Regions from separate parts of the Gossypium raimondii genome. Here region 2 is linked to region 1. A link is a contact called in public Hi-C data. All regions are on one chromosome and are shown on one strand. Each heading gives the region's core, a stretch centred on a gene start, on an enhancer-like site or on the middle of the called end of the contact. The rest is flanking DNA. Distances are from core to core; before and after follow the strand shown.

Region 1 (4,974 bases), core at 1,147-3,646:
ATTAATATTAGAAACAGATGCATCACAAAATCATTGGGGATGTATTTTAAAAGCTAAAACGACTAATAATGAAGAATTAATATGTGGCTATAATTCTAGAAAATTTAAACCTAATGAGGTTAATTATGTCATTTATGAAAAAGAACTATTAGCAATAAAAAAGGAATAAAAATTTCCTTATATATTTAGCACCTAAAAAGTTTATTATAAAACTAATAACCAGCAAGTAAAATAATTCCTTACTAATAAAATTTTGGAAACTGTTCCTAGGAGAAGCAGATGGTATAATGAATTATGTACCTTTAATTTTGAAGTTTTATATGTGAAAGGTACTGATAATATAATTGCTAATTATCTTAGAAAGCCCTATGGATAGAGGTAAAAAACCTCTACAAAAAATAGTTGGTGAATGGACTACCGTTCACAAACAACCTAACAAATGTAAAGCAGAATCGAACTCCAAAAAAAGGATTTGTACCTGCTCAAATACCATTTTATCCTAACCAGGGATATTATGTGTCTTATCCAATGGTAAACCAACCAGTTGGAAACATTTCTTCATCGACCCCAAAAAAGGTGAGTCGATCACAATGTTCACAAGATCAAAATTTGGCATCACAAACCAGTTATGCTAAAATTATCATGGGAGCAGAAAATTTGTTGAAACAACAACAAATTCAAGAAACAAAATATCTTTTAAAAGTAAAAGATTTTTATAATCCTGGTATACCACCAGAGTTTTATAGTTTTATAAACGAGATATGGAAAACCCATATTTCAAATCAAAGAGCCAATTTCAAAAGAGCTCTTACACAGTTTTCATTATTTTTAGTTGAAAAAACAACTAAGGAAAATGAAGCTGAAGATTTATTACTAAAATATGTTTGATACGGATGAATTTCAAATGGAATTCATGAGATAAACAATCTTCTTGATATTTTTAATATTTTATTCATAAAGGAAAAACAACTCTATTATGAATAAGGTATTTAAAATCTGTTTATATAACAAATCTAGACAGATTTTACCGGTAGAAATATTCAATAAAATCAATGGAATAATCTGTAACCAGCAGACTCAATTCCAAAAATCTTTTTCTGAATATTTTATACAATATTATGTTTTTACAAATTTTATAGGTGAAAGTTTTCCAACTATGAAATTTAGATTGGATCACGAACCGTTCGATATAACCAGTATTGAATGGGGATTTGTAAGAGAAATACTCGTAGAAAATCTTTCCTTTCATCTTTTAAAAGATTTTCCAGCAGTAGTAAAATCCTTACTACAAACCATCAAAAGCAATGATGACTTTTTCTATTATTTCTATATCAAAATTAGTAGTTTTATTGGTATTGCTGAAAAAAAAATTCATCAACCATATCAAATATGGGAGATTCATATGATGCTCGAAAATTCCCGATTATCCGCTGTAAAAGAGGTCAAAGAACACTTGGCAAAAAACATTGACAGGTGTTATAATGATCCAAATTATTATCAAACCCAAACAGGGATTAATATTGTAGCAACAGCCCAAGATCTTCTTCAACAAGAAATTTATCAACTATGGACCGATGGAAGAAGAATATTGGCATATTATACTGGAGATATCCAAGAAAATAGAGATGAAGAATCTTTAAGGCTATTAAAAAAGATAACTGATACAGAAATTGAAGATTATCTATCTCATCTTCTAGAACAAATCAGAAGTACATGGAAAGCTTGGAACTCACCAGGAACTTTACTAGATTCATTAAATCTAGATGAAATAGAAGAAATGAATCTAATTAATATGCAAGAAGGTTGAAGTCAAAAAGATAGCAACATGAAAAGAAAGAAATTCACATACCAACAACAAAGATTGGCAACATGAAAGTCATCATCAAATCCATGATGAGACAAAAGAAGAAATCCAGATGCAAACAAAAAAGTCTTGCAACGTGGAAGCTATCATCAAAACAATGATGACGCAAGCAGTGATGGAAGCGGCCATTAACTCAAGCATGTAACGTGGAAACAATCATAACCATGCAATTAAAGAAGCAACAAGACAAATGAGACGTGGAAGCAGCCACATCCGTTTGAAGCCGAATCCTTACCAAAAACACTGTTCGGGATTCAAAATACAATTGTATAGAATTTTTTAAGTCCCTCTATAAATAGAGAGGAGAATTCATTTGCATAGGCATCTTAAGTTTATCGTTTATAACTTAGTTTTCTTTTCTTTTTAGCTTTCTCTTCTGTAAAAACCTGTTCTTTTAAAAAGTCTAAAAATTCTTCAGCTTATAAATCGCACTCTACCTACATACCCTTCCCCATTCTAGACCTAGTACTGAAAGACTCAGTCATGATTATGATAGTCTTGTTAAGACAGTACCTCATAACCTACCTCTTTAAAGCACGTGCGACCATGTTTTGCAGCCACACTTGCAGTGAAGAGTCACATAAAATCTTGACCCAGAGAACATTCTAGGCTTTGCGGCAGAATGCAAACTCAGAAGGCCAGAGGGTATCATCGCACAAACTCCTTATGTTTCCCGGACTCTGTGTTTGACACATTTACATATGGATATAAAGGTATCATTCTTCAAAAGTATATAAAAAAGCCTTAAAGAAGACAAACATATCCATATTTGACAATCTATCCAAAGTCCAGGTAAACATAGCTGCTGTCAGTCTTCAAGCAACAACATACAAGATTTTATTTTCTTAAAGCAATTTTTTGAAGAATATATATAGAGAGAGAGAGAGAGATGATGACAGGATCTCGCACATTGATTGACAACATAAATCTTAGTAAGACTTGGTATATTTCTACAAGTCTTCGTAATTGTAGGAACAGAAACACAATTGAGAAACAATAAGATCACGCAAATTGGCTTCTTGGAGAATCTTCAGTTCCCCGATCACCAAGAGTGTAAACATCAAAAAGGAAAGAATTTCAGATCAACAGATCATGCATATAAAATAAATATACTCTACCACTAATTGAAGATATCGGCTCAAACCTGAACTTCCTCTCGAGTACTTTTCAGAAGCTGCTTTGATTGACTTAGTAATATGATTAAATTCCTCAAACAAGTTAAAAAGCAGTTTCAAGAATTGAACTTAATTAGAAATCTAGCCTTTTGGAAATACAAGCAAGGACCTGGACCAGGCCCAGGACCACTCGAGCATCATTAACAAAAGAGTAGCGATTGCATGCAAAATGTAGGAAGACAAGCAAAACAATCACCATGAATTATATTTATGAAAAGCACAACGAATGAGCATGGTCTGGATGAGCATTTGCTTATAATGAGCTCACTAGTTAAGTGAACTATCGAGTACAAATTTCTTTGTCAAACACCCAAAACATAATCCCACGCCATAAAAAATTAAAGTTGATTCCACCATTAAGCAATCCTTCCATAGTCCTTTCTTCCACGGGATGCCGATGGAATATTTGAGACGGGATGATTAGCCCTACGCCCTACATTAACAATGCCAGGATCAAGTAAAATGGAATCAGTTCATTCTATTCCCTAAATTATCCAACAAATATCATATAGATCAATACAAGAAGCCCTATGAAATTACAAAGTGGAATAGGAGGTAACTAAAAGTAGTTTGATGGTGTAAAGATAGGAAGTACCCCATGGCATGCCATTACTAAATGAACTATTCCCAGGAGAACGTGGTCCCCCTGAATTAAAGCTAGGAGGAGGGAGTTGGACTTTCATCTGATTCCATTCACTACTTCGAGCACCAGTGGATCTCCCATGATTGAATCGCGGAAGGGTTTGTTGCCCCAACCGACTGGGATAATTTTGTGTCATATGTGGTGTGAAGTGAGATTGCTTTGAAGTAAAGCGGGGATACCCAGTATGCCAATCGTTAGTTGAAGGAGGACTACCCACTTCCAAATGTGAAAATCCTATAGGACCATTCTGTCTGCACTCAAACAATATAGAAATACGTCAAGAACAGTGAAGAGGTGTTCCAACAAAAAATCAAAGCTCTGCTCTTGTATGTTTGACATATTTGAAGATTTCCATCTCTGCAATGGACAAACTCATCTTGGGCGGCATCAATTATATGGAACACAAATGCAAACTATAGCCTTTAATACGGAAAACAAAAACAAGGGCATAAGCATAACCAGACATGATTTAGAAAGACAAATGAGTACAAGAATTTATTAACGCCCTGGGTCCTTGAGCACCTAGGTTCGAGTCCCATCATGCGTAATTACCATGTGTGGGTTCTTCCCCATATTTACTATGGGTTTAAGTCCACCATGTGCGGGTCTTGTCCAGATATATTAGTTCAATTGTGCTTTCTATTGATTTCATTCTAGTTATAGTTGCTCGGACATGTATTATTTGTGACTGTACATGTGATTGTACTTGTAAATACTCTAAAAGCAAGAGCGCACACATATATATTTTGCAACAAAGTCAACAGAGGAAAAGGATATTAAATTACCTTTGAGTCGATAAATTTGAGCATGTGGTTAAGGCAAGGTTGAATCTTCCAACTCCAGCATATGAATCAACTGAACCTATATGCATTCCTCTGTTCAAGTCAGCTGATATGCAACTTTCATCTGATCCATCCTCTTGCAGAAGAAGTTCATCACTATGGTGACAACAAATGCAAGTAATATAAGAAGCTAAAAGATCGTAGAATAAAAATCACAGCAAAACTCTCAGGTTTAGGAGTACCCCTGATTCCTGATGCAGCATGGAAGATTTTTGACGGACAAGAAAACTTACAGGATATCAGATAAAATACCAGTGCGCATGTTCTACGATAAAGAACATATCAACAATAACCCAGAATTTCAGAAATTCTGGTATTTGTTCAAGTTAGTTCAAACATACCAGAAGTTGTTTGATGTTTCGCTGGAACCATTTCAGATATCAATAGGCAGCACAATTATCAACTCTTCTCACAAAGCAAAAGTGTTTAGACTGTAAGTTATTACCACCC
Region 2 (4,974 bases), core at 1,295-3,794, 81 kb before region 1:
AATCTTTCATGCAAATATGTAGGCAATCTTAATGTTCTTGAGTTCTCAACCAGTGCTCTAGAAACACCCTGAGATGAAGTATGAACTATGTTAGATTTTGTACGATCATAATAAGATAATTACAAAGCTACAGAAGCATTAGGTTGTACAATCATAATCGCACATCACAATTGACAATCTCAGGCACCATGCTCTTGCATCAACGATAATATTAATTTAGAAACTTTTATTTGGTTCAGAGCGAGTAATAACGTGCACAATGTTTCTCAACAAAATTAGATGACTATTACCTGACGTATCCACCAGTACACATAAGTTGAAATTTTATATCCCTTTGAAGAATCAAATTTTTCGATACCACGCAATAGTCCGATCAAACCACCCTACACATAAAACAACCAAGTTCATAAAAGTCCATAGTTTGATATAGCTAGTGTCAGCAGATTGATTTATCATGCGTCTATGGCAATTGATGTAGTAGATTACCTGAATAAGATCAGACATTTCAGCACCCATGTTATCATATCTTTGAGCTATCGACATAACCAAGCGAACGTTGCTCATTGCCAATTTTTCTCTTGCCAAAGAACATTCGATTGACCTTGACCGTAACTCAGCACGAGAAACTTTCAAGGAAGTTGCAAGCTGTTCATCAGATGGCTCACATCCCAGTCTCTCCTTCAATCTAGATTTCCAGGAAAACAGTAAGAAAAAAGTTTCAAGAATTTAATGGTTTTGAATTAGAATGATTCATCTAATACAACATCATAAATCATTACCTTAATCTGTGCTCCTCCAAGGAAAGTCCAGCTTTGATTTTCCTTGACAAGCGCACAACTTCCGCATGGCTAAGCAAATCTTCACTCACTACACCCTTCACATAACCCTTCAAGCGATTTTGAAGCAGCTCTGGCCCGATCAATGATCTTAGCTGCTTAGCGTTAGGTTGTATCATTGATTTATTTTGGCTCAGAATCTTCCTCTTAGTACTGAATCTTCGTTGCCGAGCAGACACCCCAGAACATGTAACAGGTACCTTGTTGTGAGTTTTTCGACTTGGTGATTCAGTGAACATCGTCCTCTCAAAAGAAAGTGTCCATTGCTTTTCCAGCATAGACTTCTGAAGCAAAAGAAGAGCCTCTACAGAGTAGTCAAGATCATAGCTTTCTTGTTCTAAGTCATTGGTTCCATGGATCCAAGGCTCTACTGTTGAAATACTGGATGCAGTATCCACATGCTCTTTAAAAGCTTTAATTGACTGCGTGTGCCGATTGGATGATGGAAGATTTTGGCTACAATTAGATGATCTTTTTGCAACCATTAAAGTCTTTGTGGAAGGAGTTTGATAATATGAAGATCCATAATCACCAGCATACGACAGCTTATCTACGGTTTCCGAATAAGAAAAGGAAGAGCTCAAGAGTCTCTTTCCGGTGCTAAGTCCAATCACAGCAGCAGTGGCCATCATACAGATTCTTCTCACTTTGATACAATTACCATCACACAATTTAGCACGCTTGTCAAAATTAAAACAATTCAACCGTTATATCCCGTAGGCGACTAAGCTAAACAAAAATATTCTCCTCTTGTACTCTAAATCTCCTGTATGACACTGCTACAAAGAGGGTAAAAGAAGCTAGGATTATTTATTTCATATACATAAACTATATGGCAATGAGAAACTAAACTAAAATAGATAGATAAATAAATGAAACAAGTAAAGGAATGAAAAAGGTTGGTTTTTCCCAATCAGTAACACAAGGTTTTATCTAATTCAAGTAAATCCCGGAAAGATGTAGCTCATGATGGTTTGACCAAAATCTTTTTAAAAAAAACCCCTAATTGTATGAGAATCCTACAACCATGTGAACACAACAACAAATGGTTTGATATTTGAAGTATTTTAACGCATTAAATGACTGATACTTCAAGATCTGAAACTAGTTATAAATAACAAAGAATCTGGAAATTTGGAACACAAAAACTAATTCATTCTTCTATGCTCAATCTTCCTCTAAAACTTATATTTTTAAGCTTGTAAACCACCTAATCTTAAGAAATATCTTCTAACTTGGATGTCTCCACAACAAAGAAAATTAATTTTTAAGCAGAACCCAAGTTTTATTGTTATTATTAAATTGAATTATGATCACAAAGTTCAGTCATTTATGCAAACACATAGCAAACTTATAGCTGTAAATGGAACAAATTTCTATCTCTTTCACCTAAATTATGTACTTTTCACTTGTTTATGAACAAAAACAACAACCCATATCCACGTAAGAGAAGGGGAGAAAACGAACATGAACATCTTATCAAAACAAACTTGATAGAAAGATCAAGGTCTGTAAAAGGCAATGACCAAAAGCTTACCTTAAAAAATTGCCAGCTACAACAAGAAGGAAATGAAAGAAACAAGAAGAAGAAAGAAAGACGTGTGTTCCAAAGTGTAAAGTAGAACAGTTAGCAAAGGAAGAGGAAAGAGTTTGGAACCGGTATTCCGGAGTTTGTTTTAGAAACTAGAAGCTTTTTTAGATTTAATAATTTGTAAAAATATATATATAGTGATTATGTTGGGATTTAATTTTATGATAAAATTGAAGAAGAAAGGGTGCAAAATGGACATAAAGGATATAGAGAAGATAGATTCCATTGGCTACACTAGATATTGGGTCCATGTTTGAGTGGTGCATAGCTTTCCATTTCGCTTCTCTGTTTTTATTTTTTGGGGATTTTTTTCTCGGTTTAATCTGTTTCATATATTTGAGGATGGGTTGGGTTTGGGCACCACTAACAAATTAACTAATAACAAATGTGAGCAAATATCGATGAATGATGGGCCCACTTCCACGTCATCCCCCAACAAACAGTGTGCCTCACTCCCGTTACTTCGTTTTTCTTTTCTTTTATATTTTTATCTAAACTAATATTTAGTATTGCGGGCAAATTACATATAAAAGTTTTTTTTAAAAAATATTTATCGATATAGGCCTGGTAAATAATCATTTATCGAAATAGCCCAATTCCTCGAAAGCGCATTCATGTCAGTGCGATGTTAGGAGACGTGGCAGGAAAACGCGTATCTGAGGAAGCGTTTTGCCTACGTAGACAGAAATCGCTCCCTCAAGGACGCGTTTTCCTGCCACGTAAGCGCTTCCTTGGAGAAGCGTTTTGCCTGCGCGTGAATAGTAGCAATGGCTGCTTTTTTTACCGTTGGTGACCCCCCCAACGGTAAAAAAAAACTTATAAACCCCATTTCATTTTCTTCACAACTAAATCCTTTCTCTCAATTTCTCTCTAATATTCTCTCAAATTTCTCTCAATTTCCTCTCAAATATCTATTTAAAAGAGCTTTAATTTTTTTAATTATTTTTAAAAAAGTTTTAAATTTTATTTTTTTGAATTTTTTTTAAATCGTAAAAATTTGTACCAATTTAGCAATGGCCGGAGAATTGATTCGTCTTGATGACAAGCACATATCCGTCGAACAAATGAAAATGGTAAGTGTTAACTTTAATTTTTAAATATTATTTAAGATTTTTTTATTTATGCAATTTTAAATAATTATTATTTTATTATTTGTTATAAAAGCCTGTAGATCGGATATTGCAATGCTACATTCGTAATATGCATTGTCCTCCATCACTGTTGGTAGAGAATTACCTGCGGGAGGCGGGTTTTTAGCACTTGGCGACGGTAGGCCAGGGATGCAAGTTGGACTCGAAACTTATCAGTGCGTTGATTGAGAGGTGGAGACCCAAGATGCACACATTCCATATCACTTTGGAAGATGTCAATTTGCAATTGGGATTGCCGGTGGACGGGTACGCAGTCACCGGGTCTGTTCAATCTGGTGATTGTGGAGCGGTATGCTACAAGCTTTTGAGTGCTATTCCGAAGAATATTAACGGAGGTCGGATCGAGATGGGCTGGTTACGAGACATATTCCTGGATCCGGGTGATGATTCAACCGAACTAGAAAGAATACGATATGCTCGGGCATACATTCTTCAGATAATTGGAGGTTATCTGATGCCGAACTTGTCACGGAACTGATACGATCCGGCCCGGGTTAACCGAGTCGTTTCGCGAAGTTGCCCAATCGTCGACGAGGAGTAGTTGGAGTTGTCAAAATTGGGTGATTTAGGCTAAGGGTTGCGGAAGCTTTGAGAGGGGTTTAGATGAGTGGTTTGGTGTTGATAGGTTTGGTTTAGAATAGAAACAAGGTAGGTTAGAAAAAAGGTAATTGATGGAGATGGAAAATAGAACTTAGACGTCAAGAATGTTCAATACTAAAAAGTATTGCCCGAATCTTATATTGCTTAAGGTGAAATTTGATGAAAGATAGAAGTGGACCTTGACCCGTTACCTATATGGAGGTAAGAACCAAAGGTATAATAATATGGTTGAACGCCACACCGGTTCGGTGATAAGTTCAATGGAGTTCGGATTGACGCCACTAGCAAGCTAGATAAGTCGCTTCGAGACTCGAACGAAAGAAGAGAGGAGGTAACCTCACAAGAACAAAAGTTCTATTAAGTTTTAATAATCAAATTCTGTAACCTTTTACAATAAACAAGTAAGCTATTTATAAGCCTAAAATGCCTATTGATATTCGGCATCTATGTTGTTCACAATAACTTAAATCCTGTTCACATAGGTATTTAACATGTTCACACAAAAAGCATTAAAATTCGGTTCATGCTTGAAAATGGTACATGAATTGGCCGAACCATCATGATGCTTCACTTGATGCATTCATGCATCCTTAGCCTTGAAGAATCTCCATAATTCCATGAATGTGCAGCCCTTTAATGATCTTACATCTCCCTTGGCTGAATGAGGCATTAATGTGCCTAAAATACTTGAATGGTCATCTTGAAAATGCATGAACCATGCATGAAACGTCCCATGTATTTTCCCCCATAAATATGATCCATGAATATTCAAATACATGAACTTTCAGCAACTCCC

The links. A called contact is a pair of places that touch in the nucleus more often than the background predicts.
Region 2: a contact with region 1 is called in a Hi-C map of leaf, with 5 times the contacts expected there. The contact joins the promoter of LOC105804315 here to the enhancer-like site in region 1. A contact is called at or near these places in 2 of 2 Hi-C or Micro-C datasets (both in leaf).

What each region holds. Positions count from the first base shown.
Region 1 is chr11:20,792,558-20,797,531 of ASM2569854v1, reverse strand. LOC105804317 (dual specificity protein kinase YAK1 homolog) reads right to left here. Exons shown (of 18, transcript XM_012636880.2): 16 at 4,468-4,620; 17 at 3,635-3,933; 18 at 3,212-3,472. The coding sequence ends at 3,396. Among protein-coding and RNA genes, the nearest start is that of LOC105804317, 13 kb to the right of the region's middle. Within about 2 kb of position 2,396, the one cell type or tissue checked has open chromatin away from gene starts, as enhancers often do. A contact at or near this core is called in leaf, where this site is marked.
Region 2 is chr11:20,873,349-20,878,322 of ASM2569854v1, reverse strand. LOC105804315 (RNA polymerase sigma factor sigA) reads right to left here and starts at 2,544. Exons shown (of 10, transcript XM_052624276.1): 1 at 2,374-2,544; 2 at 780-1,516; 3 at 487-685; 4 at 291-383; 5 at 1-68. The coding sequence starts at 1,468.